2 separate regions of the Hordeum vulgare genome follow, and region 1 is linked to region 2. The links are chromatin contacts, called in public Hi-C maps. All regions are on one chromosome and are shown on one strand. The core of a region is the stretch at or near the end of the contact, and the rest is flanking DNA. Distances in the headings are between cores, read along the strand shown. Region 1 holds the start of LOC123439125 (serine/threonine-protein kinase SAPK3). Region 2 holds the start of LOC123439114 (calcineurin B-like protein 1).

Region 1 (4,031 bases), core at 760-3,259, 260 kb before region 2:
TTTTTCAAAGTACTACTCGCTCCGTTCATAAATATAAGTCTTTTAGATATTTCAATTCAAACTACATACGGATGTATATAGACGCATTTTAGAGTGTAGATTCACTCATTTTGATCCGTATGTAGTCCGTATTGAAATATCTAAAAAGACTTATATTTGGGAACGGAGGGAGTAATTGATATTACTACACATTCTTTACCGTGTTCTCTGCTGGAAAGAAGACGCTGACGCATAACTGGAACAAATAACCGCAGATTGTCAAAGGCAGAACTTACCTTGCCATCATATTCTTTTCTCGAAAGAACTTCCGGCGCTATGTATGCTGGAGTACCAACTGTTGATTTTGGTTTGGAATGCAGCAAAGCAGACTGAAAATCACGATAGCCAATTTGGTCAGTAAGGACAGAGAAAGGTCAATTCTAGCAAAACTGGAAACATAACGGTAACTGTTAGTCTGTTAGTACCTTTGAGTAACCAAAGTCGCAAATTTTCACTCGAGGTGTTGGACTCCCATCCAGGAGAGTGTTTTCCAGTTTAAGATCACGGTGACAGATTTCCTGCATTTGCAGCATTAGTTCATGAGCACTTGGGTTTTGCATTTGTTTTCTTTCATGAATTTCAAAAGGCAAAGCGTACCATAGAATGGCAGTAGCTGACCCCTGAAAGTAGTTGCTGGAAGAAGTATCTTGCCTGTTGACACGCATAGCAAACAGGTTACATGATTACTTATACTGTTAGCAGACAAGGTTCAGAATAAAGATAATCTGATGACATAGCAAGGTAAGTATGTTCAAGAGCAACCTCATCTTCACTGAATCGGCCCGCGGTGCATATTCTTTCGAAGAGTTCTCCGCCAGCAGCATATTCCATGACGATGGCAAGGTGCGTCGGAGTTACACAAACCTGTCCTCGATATTATTAGCAAGGCAATTCAATTTTATCTAAAGCTGACAATTTGCTTAGTTGAATATCAGGACAGAGACATTCTAGGACAAACTTGGATGATTCTGAACTCATTATCACCAACCATAGTGACCCTGAAATGTAGGGGTTCAGTGCCGCCCAGCCCAACAATACTAAGTTTTGACCAAAAAACCATTACTAATAACTGGCAGAGCAGTCATGACGCAAACATTCAAAAAGATAATCGTCATTTATTCCCAAAAATATTAGGGTGTCAATTCTGCTTTCTGGAAGAAACAGAGTACTTCAGTGTTCATACTTCAGAACCTTCAAATTTATGAAGTATTTAATTTAACCAAACTAATGTAACTGAGAATCAACAAACTTAACAAACGACTAACGAGTCAAGAAGAACGGGCAATTACCTCCTTGAATCGTATGATGTTAGGGTGCCGGAGCGAGCGGTGATTGATGATCTCCCTCTGCACATTCTCATCAATCTGCACGCACACAAACAGACCCCAGAAATCACACATCCAGCAACACAAACCTGCAGCCACAGTCACTACACTGCCATTTATCGAGAATTGATTCTTCAAGAAGAACCCCCAAATCCACGAGTGCTCAACGACCAAACCTCAGAAGTCAGAAGTAAAGAACACAGGGAAGGAACGGAGAACCACGACCACGACATATATACCTTCTTGCCCCTCTCGATGTACTTGACGGCGACGAGCTCTTTGGTGCGCTTGTCCCTGACCAGCCTCGCCACCCCGAAGTTTCCCGTCCCCAACTCCTTCAACGCCTCGTACCTCTCCTCCATCGCCACCACCCGCCCGCCTCAATCCCAACTCCCAAGGTTTCGAGGGGCGGCTCCAACTCGAACGAATCCGACCGCGAGAGAAGCCCGACTCAGAGCAAACCTCCTCCTCCTGCTGCTGCTGCTGGTGGTGGTGGTGGTGCTGCTGCTGTTGCTGACCCAGCAGAGGACCAAGAGGCGGAGAAAAATATAGAGTTGCGCGCGCCGTCACCGGAAAGCGAAGCGAAGCCTCGGCTCGGGGCTGGGGCGGAAGCGACGGAACGAGGGCGGCGGAGAGACGCGCGATGGCCGACACGTGTGGGAGGCAGTGGCGGTTTTTTGAATTGGGGGTGGGCCAGGAGATACGTCGCGGCCGCGTGGGACCCGCCGGGAGCTCACCTAATCGGGGGCGGCAGGCGGGCCCCCCCTTGGTTAGATGGCACGTCCGATGGGGTGACGTGGCATCTCTGGACGCATGGGCTTGACGCGTTGCCCACCTAGGTGTCCTTTTTTTTTCGCAATTTGGTTAGATTTTTGGTTGGGGTTTTCCCACCGTGATGTTCTGACAAATGCGATCCTTTTTTATAATCTCAATTTAAATTCGATCTTGGCTCATCCTTCCCTTGTTTCTTTTAGACAAGACTAGATGCCAGTGCTACCAAGAAATCACCAAGCTCAATGCACGAGAGGAAAACAGGGCTAGCATGATGGGTGTTTGATTCGAGACTAAAACGTCGGACAACCATCTTTTAATCAAGATCGACCAAGTGGGCTAGTATAGTTTTATCGTGATGAATTTAGCTAGTTATCGATCTAAAATATACTTCCTCCATTTTTAAGTACTCTATAAGTTTTTCTAAATTTTTCATTATAGATTATATACACAACAAAATAAATGAACTTAAAACATGTTTAATGGCAGCGCACAAATTTTCTCTTGCATCCGTTCGCAGACAGGGGATTAGTCCATACACATGGATGCGAAGGACGACATTAATGGTAGCCGCATACATTTTTGATAATAATTCGAACCAACCGGATGAAATTCATGCAAACACGGCTGGATTTCATGCAAACATGACGGATTTCGTACAAATACGACGAATTTTATTACATTTTAAACATATTTTCACTAAAAAGATAAAAACTATGTGCATGTACGATCGCGCGGAGCTTCACTCCCATGATCCGTATATGCTATACTAGTCTATGGCCGCTCGCGGTGGATCCCTTTGTCTTCCCCATGTCCAGTAGTCCGCTTGCCGGACTGCCGGAAGCTCCATAAGCATATGCTTCAGCGCAAAGCATGCCTCGCTTCCCCACCGCTCGTCGAAGCGGAACCCCCGACTGATGTTTCAGCAGGAGGGGAAACGGGCACCTCCGCTTCCGTGCAGCTAATGCAGGGTCGACGAAGGTCTTCGCAAGAGAAGAACCGGGAAAGACACCCGGTGTGTACGTCGATGTTGCACCGACGATGGCCTTCATGGGACCCAAGCGGCGGCGGCCTCCCATGTTCTACTTCTCCTCGATGATGACGACGGACGTGGAGGCGCTGGCCACCGACTCGTCACTCTCCGCGCACCCGGCTTCTATCTTTGCCTCCATGGCGCGACCACATGCACGGGATGCGCAATCACCGGCATGGATGGTGCCGTCGAAGACACGAGAGGCGCGATCATCGTCGTGCTCCCTGTTTTATTGGCGTGGAGCAACTCGCCACTCCTCATCAAGCTGGTTTGGGGTGGCTAATTGTTGAACCACGCGTCAGCTTGGGGAGGCAACTAGCTTCGTCGGCTAGGCGAGGAAAGCAGAGCAGCGGGCTGCCTGGCGCATCCTCGTATCCGGCGAGCCACCTAGCCGGCTTGTATATATGCCAGAGAATTCCTCTTCAAAAGTCATCGGAAGAGTGGAGAAAATGGTTAAGGAGAAGATGGGAGAGCGGCGAAGCGGTGCGATTTTTGCCCAGCGTCTAGCCTTGTTTAAATAGAGGGCGGATTGGAGGAGCTCGGTGTGCGTTGCATTTAATGACGGTCCGCTCAGGGATGACGTGTGACCAGGAGTAGGTTTCTCGGCTTCCACGCGAGTTTAATGAAGGCATTTAAATGCGGCCAGGAGACGTGTTCGGCTGGGCATGCGGGCAGTGCCCTCGACCGACGGGCCGCTTCAATGTCAAAGGTAGTGATATGTCGTGTCCGCCCTGAGCCGCCTTCAATGTGGATCGTTGCGCCCTACAATGGCATGAATGCGGGTGGCTGGCGCCGGGCAGGAAGCGCGCACGGGAGGGGAAAGGGTTTTTGAAGGGCCAGGGCGGTCAGAATCAGGCGAAATA
Region 2 (4,084 bases), core at 1,078-3,577:
TGAGCAAAATCATACAATCGGAGGGGCTAGTTTGGATCGTAAGGTCGTAAGATTCTAAGACTTGAGTCTTGATTCTCACAACCTTGTCGATGACCCACGAGTATAGGGGATCAATCATAGTCCTTTAAAAAGTAAGAGTGTCGAACCCAACGAGGAGCAGAAGCAAATGATAAGCAACTTTCAGCAAGGTATTCCTGCAAGTGTTGTAAGTAACGGTGATAGATAGTTTTGTGGCAAGATAATCCGTAACAAGTGACAAGTAACAATAGTAGAAAATGTGCATCAAGGTAGCCCAATCCTTTTTATAGCAACGAACATGCCTGAAAGTACTCTTATATAAAGTAAGTGCTCCCGAGGACATATGGGAATTCCTGTCTAGTCATGTTCATCATATTGAGTTGATTCGCATTTGCTACTTTGATAATTTGATATGTGGGTGGACAGGTGCTAAGGTGTTGTTCTTACTTGAACTAACAACCTACTTATGATTACCCCCTATCGCAAGCATCCGCAACTAACAACCTCTTGCCTCCTTTGGATGCGAGTGTGTGCTCTTTTGTGTGTAGATGCTGAAGACGGGAAGTTGTGTGATCCTCCTATTGGTTTGATAACCTTGGTTCTCACTGAGGGAAATACTTATCTATACTGTGCTGCATCATATATCCCCTCCTCTTCGGGGAAAAACCCAACACAGATCACAAGTATCAGATGTCCGTCCCCCACTCTTTTATTTCCATAGCCATTTGTCTTAATCTCTTTAACCTTCCTATCGCGCCCCCACGACACAATAAGCACACCCATGATAACACATACGCAGAGGATATCTAGGGGCTCTAGTGGCGCTCCCAATGTCTGATGATGACGACGAGCGGCAGTTCACCTTGAGTCCCGTAGTGGACACCCATGTGAGGTTGATGGACCTCTAGGTGGTGTACACCAACGACTCGGTTTGGGTGGAGAGCCATATGTGATCTTAGGCCTTCCTGAAGTAGTGTTAATAAGTAATATCACCATACCCCCCACCTTGCAAAGGTATATCATGCGACAATCTTGTTGATTTGTTCATGAAGTCTCTATCAACTTCAACACTATTGAAACATGTTCATAGAATTGTTATGCAGTGACTTAGACATTTATAAGAATCAGGGGAGTCTCTTCTTGAATTGTAATATATTCACACATTATATTACCTACACTCCTTTTTCCTTTGTGAGTTTACTCTTCAGGATCTCATCAAGATTTTAATGAGATAATATCAACACAAGAATATATGCCACACCTCCTCTTTTCCATTAGATTTTTAGCAAATGTATACAAGGCATATTAATTATCCTCTGAACTTACCAATGAGTTTTATCATTTCGATATTTTCTTATATAAGTTATCAAATAAATAATTACCATCATATGCCATATCATTTTCTTCTTATATCCCTTTCACTTTGTTTTAAAGGAGTTTTTAATGGCACATCACACACATTCTCTTTCCTTATGAGTTTTCTATCGAAGTCCCTCATAAAATGTTTCTAATAAGGTGATGCATGCTATACTTTCAATTCTCCTCATGGGCATTCAAAATAAAAGTGATAAATCATATTTATTGTCTTATAAATTCGCCAATGAGTTTTCTCCTTCTTCAAATATTTTTCTCACATGAGTTTCAAGGATACAATAATTATCGTATGATGATATTTCTTTCTAATTAATTTTTCCACTGGTTTAAAAGGGTTTTAGCGACATATCTATACTACTCTTATCATATTTTTGTCACATGATTTTGAAAGAGAATGTCAAGATTAAGGATTTTTCAAGACAAGAGATGAATATATAAGAAGCCTTCAATGATGCATCATGCAAAAAATTGGCCTCGTATAAGAGGGAGTGTTGAAATTAATTAGCACGTGACTATTATCAATTACCACATGCTAATTAACGGACGTCATTACTAAAGGTGTGTCCAACCGCAAACAATCATGTATGTTCTCTTTATTGTCAAAAGGTACTTGCTTTGATCGCATGCCTCCGAATAGACACATTTTCTTCTATCCCTTTCAGATGCATATATACTTGAAAATAATTTGTTCGTTTTCTTCCGTTTTCATTGTACTGTGACAGAAAGCAATATCGGCGGGACCAAGGAACGACAAGTGGCATGCGTTCCAAGCGACCACGATGTGGGCACGCGTCATCTTTCATGCGCCCACACCACACGACTCGGGTCAGGCTCGGACTTTCGGGGCGGTCTCTGATTCGAAGCAGACGCGCTCCCAGTCCCGGTGGATTTCGACCGACCGTCACGTGCGTAAAGGGAGGGGCCTGCTCCCAGCCCCCGAGCCGGAATGCGACTACTACCACCAGCTCTCGCTGTTGGTTGTTCCGCTGCAGAGATTCCGCGACTCCATCTCCATATCCCACCAGCCAAAACCAGACCGCCGCACGCCCGCACGCCCGCACGCCTCCCCTGACCGCCGGAATCCGCCCGGATCCGCTGCCTCACCTGCTGGCGCTGCGGCCCCACACTTCTATGCAGTGGGTGGAGGCGGCGGTGATGCGTGATTGGTCGCGGCGGCGTTAGGTGCTCTTCTCCGGCCGCGGCGAGCTAGGCCATGGGGTGCATCCAGTCCACGCCGAAGCGGAGGCAGCACCCTGCTGGCTACGAGGACCCCGTACAACTCGCCTCCCAGACCGCCTGTGAGCTCGCTTGCTCGCATCACTTTTCCCCTTTTCTACGCAACCCATTCCGTGAATCCAGCTTCCGCTTCATTTCTCGGAAAAGGGTAAATGGATCCAGCTTCTGCTTCTTGCTAGGCGTTCTAGCCCTCGCGTACTTGGGAATTGGGATTAGGATTTGGAATGGGACTTGTCTTCTGCAGCCGGCCGTGTAGGTTGCCATGGATCCTGTAGCCAGTCGAGGCAATTCGAATAATCTGACCAGTAGATATGCTTAACTTATGTTTTACTTGCTGTGATATTCATCGGCCATCTGCTATTGACCCACCCCCTTCCTTGTGAATTTTGATTCGATGTTTGCCTGACTCCGTGCACTTGTTGTTCTGTTCATGTAGTCAGCGTCAGCGAAGTCGAGGCGTTGTTTGAGCTGTTCAAGAGCATTAGTGGATCAGTGATCGATGATGGTTTGATCAATAAGGTACCGATTTCTTATGAACGTGTGATCCCTTATCAGGTCGACATATACAAACATCAAATAAGCACCTGAGACCTATTTTTGCATACTTTTGTCTGTACCATTCAGACGAAATCGAACATTGCTATGCTGAAATTACATTCCGCTTGTTCCGACCCTCTTACAACTGATTAATTTATGCGGAAATACCCTTTTTCCGTGATTACATTTAGCCATCAATAGTTCTACTATCTCTCAACATACTAAGTGAAAATGGATTCTTGTTGTATATGTCGCCAAACATTTATTCTTGTTGTACAACCCAATGAGCCCGTTTCATAAATAACTATGACACGGTGAAGCCTAGTAGAGCTCGGGAGTACATGCTCCCGGCTCTAAATAAGTATTTTATCTCTTCCAAAAAAAAAGTTTCACACACTTAGGTCAGTATTAGGTAGATTTTGAGTTTCATGCAAAAATTTCCATTCTTGTGGCCTGTGCAAAACATAGAATAAAAATTAAAGCACATAAATGCCTTTTGGCTCATTATTATTATCTTTCCCATGCAGACTACAAGTCAACACATTTTCTCATGAAGAACTTGTTCCTAAGATAACCGTGTCACAAACTCACAATGTGTCCTGCATCAGATATTATTGCAAGTTATATGAACATCATGTAGCTCAAGGTTTTAGTCGTTATCTTGCATCTCATGTTATCGTAGTCTAGCTAAACTTCAAGGCTCATTTCATGCCTTACTGCTTACATAAGCCAACTGCTTGATTGGCATTTTCATATTGCAAAATTTGATTTGATCATTCATGGTAGTGTTCTAGACACCTGGGGAGAATGCTTTCCTTGTCCAGCGTAATTATAAATGTATCTTATGGTTATATATATATCAAAGAATTTGTTACTTGTTGTCATGTTAACCGGCACATATCTGCAATTATATGTACCA

Evidence for each region. Hi-C and Micro-C count contacts between places; a contact is called where the count stands out from the background.
Region 1: a contact with region 2 is called in a Hi-C map of leaf, with 2.8 times the contacts expected there. The contact joins the promoter of LOC123439125 here to the promoter of LOC123439114 in region 2. A contact is called at or near these places in 3 of 6 Hi-C or Micro-C datasets (leaf and seedling) and 1 of 1 datasets of contacts at active chromatin or transcription factors (embryo).

The regions. Positions count from the first base shown.
Region 1 is chr1H:382,742,396-382,746,426 of MorexV3_pseudomolecules_assembly, reverse strand. It overlaps LOC123439125 (serine/threonine-protein kinase SAPK3), which reads right to left and starts at 2,009. Exons shown (of 9, transcript XM_045115876.1): 1 at 1,604-2,009; 2 at 1,329-1,403; 3 at 802-903; 4 at 637-690; 5 at 465-557; 6 at 276-368. The coding sequence starts at 1,726.
Region 2 is chr1H:382,484,511-382,488,594 of MorexV3_pseudomolecules_assembly, reverse strand. LOC123439114 (calcineurin B-like protein 1) reads left to right here and starts at 2,327. Exons shown (of 8, transcript XM_045115865.1): 1 at 2,327-2,690; 2 at 3,065-3,147. The coding sequence starts at 2,606.